Linked DNA regions of Mus musculus: all the other regions are linked to region 2. A link is a contact called in public promoter capture Hi-C data. All regions are on one chromosome and are shown on one strand. The core of a region is the stretch at or near the end of the contact, and the rest is flanking DNA. Distances in the headings are between cores, read along the strand shown.

The links. Promoter capture Hi-C pulls out the DNA fragments that hold promoters and counts their contacts.
Region 1: a promoter capture Hi-C map of the SN4741 cell line shows a contact between it and region 2, with 6 times the contacts expected there. The contact joins the promoter of Krt18 here to the promoter of Krt75 in region 2. A contact is called at or near these places in 9 of 39 promoter capture datasets (the C10 cell line, the HPC-7 cell line, HPC-7-derived erythroid cells and 7 more), 1 of 484 Hi-C or Micro-C datasets (bone marrow-derived macrophages), 1 of 115 datasets of contacts at active chromatin or transcription factors (embryonic stem cells) and 3 of 9 other capture datasets (adipose tissue, embryonic stem cells and liver).
Region 3: a promoter capture Hi-C map of second pharyngeal arch cranial neural crest shows a contact between it and region 2. The contact joins the enhancer-like site here to the promoter of Krt75 in region 2. A contact is called at or near these places in 6 of 39 promoter capture datasets (the C10 cell line, the SN4741 cell line, cranial neural crest and 3 more) and 3 of 9 other capture datasets (adipose tissue, liver and pancreatic islet).

What each region holds. Positions count from the first base shown.
Region 1 is chr15:102,026,424-102,030,597 of GRCm38.p6, forward strand. It overlaps Krt18 (keratin 18), which reads left to right and starts at 1,793. Exons shown (of 7, transcript NM_010664.2): 1 at 1,793-2,251; 2 at 3,043-3,125; 3 at 3,400-3,556. The coding sequence starts at 1,856.
Region 2 is chr15:101,572,045-101,576,367 of GRCm38.p6, forward strand. Krt75 (keratin 75) reads right to left here and starts at 1,860. Exons shown (of 9, transcript NM_133357.3): 1 at 1,287-1,860; 2 at 578-792. The coding sequence starts at 1,787.
Region 3 is chr15:102,049,321-102,053,886 of GRCm38.p6, forward strand. No RefSeq gene overlaps it. Among named protein-coding and RNA genes, the nearest start is that of Gm41405, 6.3 kb to the left of the region's middle. Within about 2 kb of position 2,916, at least 147 of the 459 cell types and tissues checked have an H3K27ac peak or open chromatin away from gene starts, as enhancers often do. A contact at or near this core is called in embryonic stem cells, pancreatic islet and second pharyngeal arch cranial neural crest, where this site is marked.

The DNA.
Region 1 (4,174 bases), core at 543-3,042, 450 kb after region 2:
GTTATTTTGCATTCCATTTGCCTGGCTGTCTCTGGCAACACCCAGGCTCCCCAGCCAAGTCCCACGGAGTCGCTGAGGTTTTCCGGTCCAGAAGGAGGCAGGCTTCGAACAATCCATCACACCCAGCATGCATCAGCCCTGTGTTTGCTTCCCTCTAGTCTGATCTGCTGACCTAGGTTCTTCGTAGCCCCTCCCCCTCCCCCTTGCTCTTCTGATTTTACTTTTCTGTGTGCTCGCACTCACACAGTCAGTTCAGCTGGCCGCTCGCTCGATAAGGATCAATAGGTCCACTCCAGAGCAAAGAGCATGGCCACAGGTATAGCAAACACCAAGTCCTGCCGGAAAAACGGGCTCCTGGTGCTGACCGATTCCAACCTCAGGGTTTCTCCCTCCTCATTCAGCAGGAGTGGTCATCCAGCTGGCGAGGAGGGGGTGCGGGGGTGCAGAGGGGCTCTTTCCCCCAGAAAACAAGCTGGAAAGCCAGAAAGCATTATAAAAATTGACCAGGAAGGACCGAAGAAAAGGCCCGGGGAGCAGGAGAAGGGGACAGATGCAAGGGGGTGGCAGAGGTTGAGGTGGGGGATGGAGAGGCAGGCAATCTGGTTCAAACTTAGCTGTTTCTACATATCTGGTCTATGGACTCAGACCCCAACCTGTCCAGACACAGTATAATCTACAGGAAGGACAGTGGTTCTCTCTTCCTTGCTGTTCCCATAGCTACTAGAAGGTGTCTAGCAAATACTGGTTAAATCTATGTGCTCTTGGGTTGGCTGTGTTCTCAGCTGGTAAAGTGGTCTGCCTGAGGAGTATGAGGCCTTGGGTTTGGTCCTCAGCACCCTGTAACCTGAAAGTGATGGAGTCTCATGCCTGGGATCCCAGCACTTCAAAAGTGGGACGGGAAGATCAGGAGTTGAAGGCCATCCTCAGCTACATGGAAAGTTCAAGACCAGCCCGAGCTACATGAGACCCTGTCTCAAAAAAGAAGGAGGAGGAGGAGGAGGAGGAGGAGGTAAATGGTAGGTGTCCAGACATAGGGATACCTCTTCTACATAATCACAAAGGCCCCGATAAAGCCTCCAGGGAATGAGTTGAATGAGGACATGTGTACCCACGCGTTTGAGGATATGTATTTCCACGGTTCCCTATGGAGCCACAGCAGTGTCTTGGAACCATGGGGCCGGAGCAGAAAAACCAAGAGACCTGCCCTCAGGTTCGTGTTTCTCTTCTTTTTGAGCTCCCAATTTTCTTTCCCCAGGATTCCTGGGGTTCTAGGACTGCCCCCAGACTTAAGCTGGCGACATGCCACAAAATCTTCACCCTAGTGAACCCCTCTTCTGTCTGTGTAAATGGAGTTTGTTTGTTTGTTTGTTTGTTTGTTTGTTTTCGAGATAAGGTTTCTCTGTGTAGCCCTGGCTGTCCTGGAACTCACTCTGTAGCCCAGGCTGGCCTCGAACTCAGAAATTCGCCTGCCTCTGCCTCCCAAGTGCTGGGATAAAGGCGTGCGCCACCACGCCCGGAATAAACGGATATTTAAAACGCCATTTTTTGCCCTGAAAACAGACACTCAGGGGCTAACACCACCTGCTATCCTTTGTGCACCCCTTAGTTATCCACTCCCTGTGTCGGTGAGGATGGCAGGTATGCTGAGGGCGTGTGCAGAAGTGGAGAAGGGCTGCGACCTGTTAGGTCACAGGAATCCCGATCCTGGCGCCCCCGGCTCCGGTGGCTGGGGCGTGGCCTGCTGGGGGAGGTCCCTACCTCCTCCCGCGGCGATATAACAACAGGTCGAGGACTGCCACCCTCCGCGGCGGAACTCCTGTTCTGGTCTCTCGCTTCGCTCTCCTCTCCAGACAAGATGAGCTTCACAACTCGCTCCACCACCTTCTCCACCAACTACCGGTCCCTGGGCTCTGTGCGAACTCCCAGCCAGCGGGTCCGGCCTGCCAGCAGCGCAGCCAGCGTCTATGCAGGTGCTGGGGGCTCCGGGTCCCGGATATCCGTGTCCCGCTCTGTCTGGGGTGGCTCTGTGGGGTCCGCAGGCCTGGCGGGAATGGGTGGAATCCAGACCGAGAAGGAGACCATGCAAGACCTGAACGATCGCCTGGCCAGCTACCTAGACAAGGTGAAGAGCCTGGAAACTGAGAACAGGAGACTGGAGAGCAAAATCCGGGAACATCTGGAGAAGAAGGGGCCCCAGGGCGTCAGAGACTGGGGCCACTACTTCAAGATCATCGAAGACCTGAGGGCTCAGGTAAGGGGCCTAAGGGGGGAGGGGCAGTAGCTCCGGGCTGTTCTGTCTATCCAGTGTGCCCACACCCCCAAACTTGAATAGAGTGTGGGCTGTTGACTCCCTCCACTCTTTCCACATTCACCACATCCCCCCACACACACTCTATGGGACGGAGTTAGGAATACTCTGGACTCTCACCCACAACCTGTAGGAATTCCAAGCGTAGTGGTTACACACGCGAGCCGGCTTCCCCCAAGCAGTGTAGTGGGAAGAGAACAGGATTGGAAAAAAAATAAAATAAAAAGGTGTGTGTGGGGGAATCATAAAATGAACTCAGACACTCACTTCTTTTCCAGTAGGAACAGTTAGAGGGTTAAGCGGATGTGGCTAAGGCTGAGTCATCTAGGAGTAAACAGGAGCTTACCTGTAGGAGGGGCCAGCGGGACAAGTGGGGGGGGGGGGCGCGTCCCAGGACGGGGGGGGGGGGGGGGGTTAGCAGGTGCACCTGGAGAAGATGCCAGGAGAGGATCAGAGAAATCTTGTTGGAAGCTGCTCTTTTGTAAGCAATCCAGATAGTGCAGGCCCTGGCAGAGGGGCAAGGAATCCAGGAAGGGAGAGGAGGCTCAGGTGGGAAGGGAAGACAGAAATACACGCCTCTGACTGTTCCTGGGACTGGGATGGATTCACTGAAACACAAGACGTGTTTTCTCATCCCCCACTTCTCCACACACACACACACACACACACACACACACACACCCTCATGTGACCCGGAACTCTCAAAGCGACTCTCTCCACTTTAATCCACCCAGATCTTTGCGAATTCTGTGGACAATGCCCGCATCGTCTTGCAGATCGACAATGCCCGCCTTGCCGCCGATGACTTTAGAGTCAAGTAAGTCCGGGGCTGCAGCTGGAGCTAAGAATGGCCTACTCCCAGAACTGTATTAGAGTAGGGTTCCTTCCTTTCCGAAGTTTATTCAGGTTAGGGTTCATTGACTACTGAGTTAGCTCTTCATCTGTGCAGCCCAGTTTAAGCAAACGCTCCAAGGCCAAGAATCGTGCTAAGGGAATGACTCCGTGACTGTTTATGGTGGGCACGGGGCTAGTCTATGGAGGTGGCACTGGTTGAGAAGGTTCAGGCCCTCTGATCACCTCCACTCCTTCAGGTATGAGACAGAACTAGCCATGCGCCAGTCTGTGGAGAGCGACATCCATGGACTCCGCAAGGTGGTAGATGACACCAACATCACAAGGCTGCAGCTGGAGACAGAAATCGAGGCACTCAAGGAAGAACTTCTGTTCATGAAGAAGAATCATGAAGAGGTAAGCCGGGCCACTGACCAGGCCTAGGAGCTAAGGGCCAAGACTAGGCGGGCCAGGCTGCCCCCAAAGCAGCCTAGCATGGAAGCAGAAGCCCCGGCTGTTAGCCTGTTTTGATTAAGAGCAGAGCCATTGGCTCACACATGTTCTATGGCTCACCTAAGTTACACTATTGAGAGTCAAGATAACATTAAGCCAGTTAAGGCCTGGCTTGTGCATCACTACCTCCTGGAAAGCTGAGACAGGAGGATTGAGTTCAATGCCATCCTGTCTTAGTCTAGTAAAACAGAGATTGTGTGAGTAAGACCCTGAGTTGGAGGCAAAGGTGGGGACTGCCAGTCTTAGGAGCTGGTGCTCATGTGGGCCTTCTGGAAGAAGCTTAAGGTAAGATCTGTGGAAGGAAAAAGCAGCTACAACGAGGAGAGGATATCACCAGCGAGTGGCAGGTTCAGGCTGTCAAGGAGTGGCATTCCCAACCAGCTGGAGCAGAAGCCCAGTCTTAGGCTTGCCAAGGGTTTCCTCTGCTCTCTTCTGCCTTTACACTCAACATCACCTTCTAGAAAAGGCCATCAGTAATGAAAGGCTGGGCTGAACTGACTTTAAGTGTCACCTGCCACCCCC
Region 2 (4,323 bases), core at 610-3,109:
AGTCTTTCAGGTATATTTTGTTTGAGATATTTTTTTTCACTGGGCCTCAGGGCGACCACTGAAAACTGTGCTCAATGGTCATTTGTGAGGAAGTAGAGCTTAAGCTACCTAAAGGGCTTGCTAGCTGTAGCCTTTGCACTGTAGCCCAAACAATGAGCAGATGGTATTCACCTCCACAAGGAAGAACAGAACCCCTCCTTCCTTGCTACCTTCCTTCACTCTGAGCTTATGTCGTCTGGGAAATTCAAGCCATCTCAGCCCCTGGGCTCACATCCAGTGGAGATAAACAGGCAAAGGGGAAGCAACACCATTCACCAGGATGAGCTGCGGTGTTCATTTTGACAGATGCTGCCGCTGGTGCCCACCTCAGTGGTTTAGAAAGATAAGAACAGACTCCTTGTTAGCCCTGATGCTGAGACGAAGGCACTAGGGTCCCCTCCATCTCCTGCACTCTGGGCTCCCTGCTCATCCAACATTCCTGGCTGGTGTGGCATTCACGCCTCTGCATTCTCTGGACCTCAGAGGAAACAGCCCCAGGGTCGGTTGTGTGCAGCCAGGAGACTGTCTCCCCACTCACCTGACTTTGAAGTCTTCTACAACCTCCTGCATGTTCCTCAGTTCAGCATCCAGTCTGCCTCTTTCAGCTGTGATGCCATCCAGCTGCCGGCGGAGGTCATTGACATATGTATCGAAGAAAGGCTCCAGGTTCTGTCTGACTGTCCTAGAGCCCTGCTCCTGCAGGAGATTCCACTTGGTCTCCAGGACCTTGTTCTGCTGCTCCAGGAAGCGTACCTACAGGGGAGCAGAGAGAATGAGCCTCACTTGAGAAGCCGGGGAGGCAGAAACAGGCACACCTGCTAACAAAGGAGACAAGCACAAAGGGGCTTTTACGCCGTGATCGATCAGCGGCTATGTTATGATAAATCCACCTCCAAATGAGAAAGCCCATGGAAGTACCCTAGAGACTCTAGGATTTTAATGGACTGGACATGGGGACCAACATAGCAGGAGTCACGGAGTCTGGGTTGAGTTTCTCAATGCTGATACTTTGGTAGTAGCATAGTTAGAACCCCTCTTTCTGGAGGGGGACTCCCAGAGAGGAGAAGGAAGCATCTCTAAGAGTCCTGTGGGCCAGATGGCCTGACTTGAGAATGTCCATGGATGGCACTGGTTGAGCAAAGTTCTCCTGGGGACCCTTCCCCCATTGTTGCTATCTCCAGAGATGAGCCACCCCCACCTAGTGACTCCATGCACTGGGAACTTGGATGGGTGAGCACAGGTCCCACCTTGTCAATGAAGGAGGCGAACTTGTTGTTCAGAGTCTTGATCTGCTCCCGTTCTTCTTTCCGCACCCGCTGGATAGTGGGGTCGATTTGCAGGTTGAGGGGAGTCAGGAGGCTCTGGTTGACAGTAACTTCCTGAATGCCTCCAGAGGGACAGACAGAGAAGCCAGGGCCACCAAAGCCCCCTCCAATGCCACCTCCATAAGCAAAGCCACTGCTGCCCCCAAAGCCACTGCTAGTCCTGCCACCAAAGCCACCCCTGAAGCCACTGCCAGCACAGCCACCAATGGAGACCCGCCGGGTCCCCCCTAGGTTGTAGAGGCTGCGGCTTCCAAAGCCAGAACCAATACCACTGATCCTGCCCAGTCCCCCACTGTTTCCTGAGGAGCGGGCCACAGACACGGAGCTGAAGCGGGAGCGTCCAGCCGTAGGTGTGGTGGCTGAGGCTGTGCTGAAGCCCCTGCGGCTGCCGGAGTGGAAGGTGATGGTGGATTGCCGGGACATGATGGGCGAAGAAGGCAGCACAGGAGCTCCGAGGTAGATTCGTAGATTCGTGAAGGGGATAGAGAAGCCAGGCGGTTAGGGAGGTGCAGGTCCTTAGACTTTTATGGGCCTCCCCCAAAGGGCGGAGCTTGATTAATGAAGGGGCCCCTGCTGATGGCATCCCCTAGGCATCTGCCAGCCCTGAGCTCACCCTGAGTACCCCGCAGAAAATGGCATTAAAAAAAAAGCCACCGGTTGGTTGGTTTGCTGCCTCCCTCTCCCCCTCCCCCACGTGGAAACTTCTTTCTAGTTGTAACTTGATCAGCAGACCAGTGAGAATAAACTTAATTGCTTTCAGTCATGTCCTAACCATGCATCTTCTAATGGACTCAAAAACACTGCCTCATTTTTGAACCGCTTTCTTAGGCGCAGGACCAACTCCCTCCAGTCCAAACATCTTGTGTCAACACAAGCGGCTGCAACACTGTCTCCTGTTCCTTCCCGTGTTTCTTATGCTGGAGCATTTTCTCAGCAGCTTCTCCAGCCTATAAGGCTGGTCCTCCAGGTTGGTGTTCATCTTCCTTAGGCTTCCACACAACATGAATGGCCCTTTAATTTTGCTCCAAATCATTCATGCCTGCTGGGTATCATGTGATTTCCTGTAGCACTTGTGTCGATATGCACACACATGGATGCCATGTCTGTGCCCATCTTTGCCTTTGAAGGCTGTTTGTCACTCTGTCGTCTGTGGACAGGAGTGGGAACAGAAACACTTGGGTTTGGATTCCAACCCCTCCAGTGGCTGGTCCAGTAGTGCACTGGGCAGTGGGTCCTTGTACTGATGATACAACTTTTCTGAGGCTCAGTGTGTGTCTGCGGAATGAGTTTATGGAGAGTATTCGCATATGAAAACTGCTTTCACAGTGCTTCAGCCATATAAATGCAGAGGATAGGTCCACTGTGTCAGTCTTCGGCAGATAAGACAGGTATTCATGAATGACTGGCCACATGTTCATCCTTGAGTGAGTCCTGTGAGGGTTTGGAAGAAATGTAACACACATTCTTGATTTTTATCAGTAAGCTCAGGGTCCTGTTGGGAAGGCAAAACTGAAGCATGCTGGGTAACTTTGAACAAAATGGTATACATAGTAACACTATCTTTGAGGCTATCTTCTGGAAGTCTCCCAGACTATTCGGTTCTGAAGACCTGTATCCTTATTCTTATCCAATTCTTATTTCTCTCATCAGAGCAGCTCCAAGTGATAGTTACTGGAGAAGCCGTTGTTATTATTATTAGTGTGTGTGTGTGTGTGTGTGTGTGTGTGTGTGTGTGTGTCTGCTGCACACACACGATAGCACATGTGTGGTGATCAAATGGCAATTTTCAAGAGTTCTCTTCTTTGACCACAGGATCCAGGGATGAAGCTCGGGTCAGGTCATCGGGCTTGCAGAGCAAGTACTTTTTCTCAGAGCCATGTTGTTGACCTCTCGTTCACCTTGACTGCCTCACGTTCTACACCAGGGCATGGATGTACAGTTTGTTTCCAGTGTTCCTCATCCTCTTTCTTCCCCTATCCCTCTCCCTGTCTCTGCTGTGAGGGGTGTGGCAGATGGCTCGTCCTCCTGGGTCTTGCTGTCTGCTTGCTTCCTGCCATGATTCGGAAGAGTGGGCGAGTGTAAGAGGAAATGATACCAAGGTGTTCGCACTCCATATTTGGATAAGGAAACTAGACTCATAACAGCTCATTTAGAGGAAGACTGATACAGCCTGGTTGTGGGAAACAGCGTGCCAGGTGCCGTGGCCTTTCTGTACAGATATCCTTTGGGAGCCCCACAGTGCTTGGCTGATGTTCTCACCTGCCTGGAATGGCACCTGGGCACTCAGAGGGCTGGTCTCTGTCCTACCTGGGACTCTGACCAAGGGCTGAGCTCTTGCTGGGGTTGGAGACTCCTTGTTTCTGCAGGGAGCCTGTGAATCACAGCTTTTGTTGACACGGGACAAAGCGAAGCATGGGTTGGTACTTTGTTGCCAGTGTACCTAAGTCTGGCTCAGTTGCTGCATGCTTATCTTTGCCTGTAGAAAAAAATAAACAGCTTTGTGTTCTTTGCGTCTCTGTGTGTGATAATCTGTCTCCCAGAGGAAGGGAAGGCTGCTTTGTCTCCTGAGCACTATAGACCCTTCTGCAGAACAAAGGTAGGTGCCCAGCATGGGACCTGCCCACAGGAAGGAATGCAAGGGATGTCTTAGCACACACCCTCTGAGCTGTCTATGGCAACTCAAGGTTGGCATCTACTTGGCCACTCCTTTAGCCACTCCTTTCTTACGTGCTCTCCTGGTGCCCCCCGTTTTTGTTACTGTAGACTTACTCTTTCCTACCCACAACCATGTCTTCTCTGGGGTAATTCACTCACTCTTTCTTCTTCGCTCTCTGACTTTCTCATCAGTGTGTTGGCTGCTCAAGCAAGGTGGCCTCACTCACTCACCTTGGGAACTAAACTGAGGCAGGTGAATCTTTTCCTTCATGCCTCACTCCTCTTCTGTGACTTTTCACTGTGA
Region 3 (4,566 bases), core at 1,666-4,165, 480 kb after region 2:
TAAGAAAATGCCCTATAGCTCAATCTTATGGAGGCATTTTATCAATTGACTCTAGTTTATGTCAAGCTGACATAATACTATCCAATACAAAAATATCCCCAGAGGAGAATACAGAAATAACAAATGAACACAAGAAAAGATGTTCAGCATCTTTAGTCACTAGGGAAATGTGTATTAGAATCACAAGGGGAGGTGGGGGCTGGAGAGATGGCTCATTCGTTAAGAGCACTTGCTGTCCCTAGTACCCACATCAGCTAGCTCATGGTCGTCTGCCATTCCAGTTTCAAGAGATCCGATGTCCTCTTTTGGCTTCTGAGAGCACTGTACATACATGATATACATACACACACAGAGGCAAAATACACTTACATATAACTTTTTAAAGATGCACTTATTTTATGTATATGAGTACACTGTAGCTGTCTCCAGACACACCAGAAGAGGGCATCAGATCCCATTACAGAGCCACCATGTGGTTGCTGGGAATTGAACTCAGGACCTCAGGAAGAGCAGCCAGTGCTCTTAACCACTGAGCCATCTCTCCAGCCCCCATAAAATAAGAATTTACTGACTCCCTTATATAGACCACAGGTCAGAATGTAAAATGGTGCAGTCACTGTGGAAAATGGCTTGGCAGTTTCTTTAAAAGCCAAATATACAACACAACAATTGTACTTCTGGGCATTTATCCTAGAAAAATAAAAACTTGTACTCACAAAAACATTCTACAAGAATGAAGGCTTTATCCTGACCAAGTAAAAACTGGAGCTAGTCCAGATGCCCTTCAGTGGGTAAACAGTTAAACAAATGGGGGGGGGGGGGTCCATCCATCCTGTGAAATACTCAACTATAAACAAACTATTGATGTTTGAGAGCCTGGGTAGATCTCCAGAGAACTAGCTGACTGAAAACAGCCAACTTCCAAAGTCTGCAAGCCATATAATTCCATGTAGGCAACATTCTTTTTTTGTTTGTTTGTTTTTGTTTTTTTCGAGACAGGGTTTCTCTGTGTAGCCCTGGCTGTCCTGGAACTCACTCTGTAGACCAGGCTGGTCTCGAACTCAGAAATCCGCCTGCCTCTGCCTCCTGAGTGCTGGGATTATAAACCCAAATGTTGAGCTCCTCATCCATGCCGATGTCGTGTGATATTGTGCTATAATTCCCCCCAGGTGTAACCATCAGGTCTGGAACTGCAGAGATGAGACAGGAGGATTAGGAGTTCAAGGCTAAGCTTAGCCTATGTAGTGAGTTCAGGCCCCTCTTGGGCTAGAGTGAAACCTATTTAAAAATAAAATAAATAAAAATTGGAGAAAAACTGGGTAAAAAAGTACATGGATCCCTGTTTTACCTCCTACAACTGCATAATTCTCTTTACAATGATGTCAAACTGCAATTTTAAACAGGATAGCAGAAACTGTTGGGAGCCGACTCTTAGCAGAAAGCGGCTATCATCTCTGCAGCCATCTTGGGCTATTTACTTACAGGTTGGAACTTTTCCACCCTGACGAGAGACTTGTTTTCCTAGCATGATGTTTTTGCAAGAAGCCCACCACACGCTGATAACATCTTGGTTTTCTCCTACACATCCTGGACCTGTGGTTACGTGTCTCCAGCTGCACTCCCTGACTTATGCTTATATGCCCATAGTTGCCTTTCAATAAAAAGACTTGAGACTTGATCAGATAGCCTGTCTTGTCTCCATTCTTCCAGTCTCTTGTTCCTCAGTCCCCACTCTCTCTCTCTCTTGCAGACACCATTGACTGACCTGCGGACCAAGAAACCGCAAGTTAAGAGCATTCGTATCAACATTCCAGAGGACCTGAGTTAGATTCCGAGCACCCACCTCAAGTGGCTCACAACTGCTTGTAACTCCAGCTCCAGAGCATCTGAGGTCCTCCATGGACACACACACACACATACACACACACACACACGGACACGGACACGGACACGGACACACACATGTGACACACACATATAAACACATATACTCATATACAAGATGGCTCAACAAAGGTGACTAGTCCCAAGTCTGACAACCTAAGCTCCCTCCAGGGACCCTCGTAGTGGATAGATTCCCAACTGCTCAAGTTTGTCCTCTGACCTCTATACATGCACCAAGGCCTATGTACACAGACACACACACACACACAAATAGATAAATGTAATTTAAAATGTTTAATAGTAAAAATGAAAATATATAAAGATTTTGTATTTATCACATACCCCCAGCTTGTGAGGCTCGAACTTACAGACTTTGTCAAACTATAACAGAATTTGTGTTTGAGACAGGATAGCTTGCTCCCTAGGCTGGCCTTGAACTGGCTATGTTACCAAGGAGGACCCAGAACCTATCCTCCTGGTTGCGCATGCTGGGGGTGGGAGGATGGGATTTTCATTCGTGTGCCACAAGATTGATTTAAAAACAAAAAACAAACAAACAAACAAAAAAACCCGACCCTTACATGAGCACGCACTCCAAAATTATTTAATTCTTCTTTGGGTAATTATGATAACAAAGAGCTCCCACGAACTTTTCTTGGGAAATTGGTGTGGGGTTGTTGGAGCGCAAGACTCGAAGGTTCTCTCCAGTCCAAGAGCTATCTGGAAATCAGAAGATCCTTCCAGCTAGGGACTGTCGGGAAGCGAAGAAAGGAGGCGCAGAAAATGTGCCCCGAATTCCAATAGACTCAATGAGACCAGGAGCCTGGAGTTGCTGAGCTGCGGCAGCGGGGGGGGGGGGGGGGCGCGGGGGGGAGCGCGGGGGGGCATTTGGATCACGGCATCCATGCGCCACCTTCTGACTACAGAGCATGCGCAGCTGAGCCGGGAGGCAACCCGCCCACCATGCACCCCGTACCCAGAGTCCCAGGACGCGGTGAGGCAAAGGGAGGGCAGGCAGAAACGCGGCTTCCCCACGCGGTTTGGGTCGGGACTGACTGAGCATGGCGCAGAGCCCAGGCTGCTCTTTAAGCAGGTGCGCCCTTCCAGCCCCGCGGCCTCACTCCAGCTCAGCTTGGGTTCAGCACCTTTCTTATCGATCATTTTGGCAGTGGCTCCCACCTGGGCACAAGCCCGTTTTCTCTTCCAGTTCCTCGTTGCCCCTCAGCGGCGCCCAGCCAAGAGTGGGGCTAGTGAGAGGTAATCCCATCACTTCCACGTGTAACCCCAGCACTTCAGACAGACAAGTAAATCTCAAGAGCTGCCTGGCCACCCAGCCTAGTCAGGCAGCTCCAGACCCTGTCTCAGGAAACAAACAAAACAAAACAAAAAGCAAGTGAATGGGCTAGAGAGATGGCTTTGCTTGGTGGTTTTGAGCACTTCTTGCTCTAGCAGAGGATCCAGGCCTTAACCCCAGCACCCACAACTTTCTATAAATCCACTTCCAGGGGATCTGCCACCCTCTTCTGACCTCCATGTGGTGAACATACATACATGCAGGCAAAATATCCCTACACACAAAATAAGTCTTTAAAAAGTGGAGGAGGCGGGCTGGAGAGATGGCTTAGCGGTTAAGAGCACCAACGGCTCTTCGGAAGGTCCTGAGTTCAAATCCCAGCAACCACATGGTCTGAAGACAGCTACAGTGTACTTACATATAATAAATAAATCTGAAAAAACAAACAAACAAACAAAAAGTGGAGGAGGGTAGCAAGTCAGGCTGTGGTTGCTCATGCCTTTAATCCCAGTACTCAAGAGACAAGGCAGGCGGATCTCTGTGAGTTTGAGGCCAGCCTGGTCTACAGAGCGAGGTCTAAGACAGCCAGGACTACACAGGGAAACCCTGTCTCAAAAAAACAAAAACACAAAAAGAGAACATTGACTCCTAGGGAACAAAATTTGAGATTGATCTCTGGCCTCCATATAAACATGCATACAGGGCTGGAGAGATGGCTCAACGGGTAAGAGCATTGACTGCCCTTCCAGAGGTCCTGAGTTCAAGTCCCAGCAACCATGTGGTGATCCACAACCATCTGTAATGAAATCTGACGCCCTTTTCTGGTTTGTCTGAAGACAACTACAGTGTACTTACATATAATAAATAAATAAATCCTTTTTTAATTACTTTTTTTGGTAAAATGCATAGAAAAAAGTAAGGTATATCAGGTGAGAATATATCTTGTGTGAAAAAACAAATTATTATTCTTTTATGAAAATACATATGTGTATATTGTATATACATACATTTGTATATTTCATTTTACTTTATGTGTATGAATATTTGCCTGCATGTGTGTTTATGCACCACATGAGTGTCTGGCTCCTGATGTAAGTCAGAAGAGCGTATCAAATCCCCTGAAACTGGAGTTACAGATGGTTGTAAACCAGTATGTGGGTGCTGTGAACCAAACCCAAGCCCTCTACAAAACCAAGCCGTCCTAACCATGGAGTCATCTCTCCAGCCATAATGTTTTGTGTACTTTAATTTTAAAACATTTAGAATCCCCAGGACAGGCTGAAAGTGTAGCTCAGTGGTAGTTCTTGTCTCATGGGTTCATGGTGCTGACTTCCACCCTGGTGCAGGGGGCAGGGCAGGGGGGACGGGGCATCAACGCAGAGTGCTCA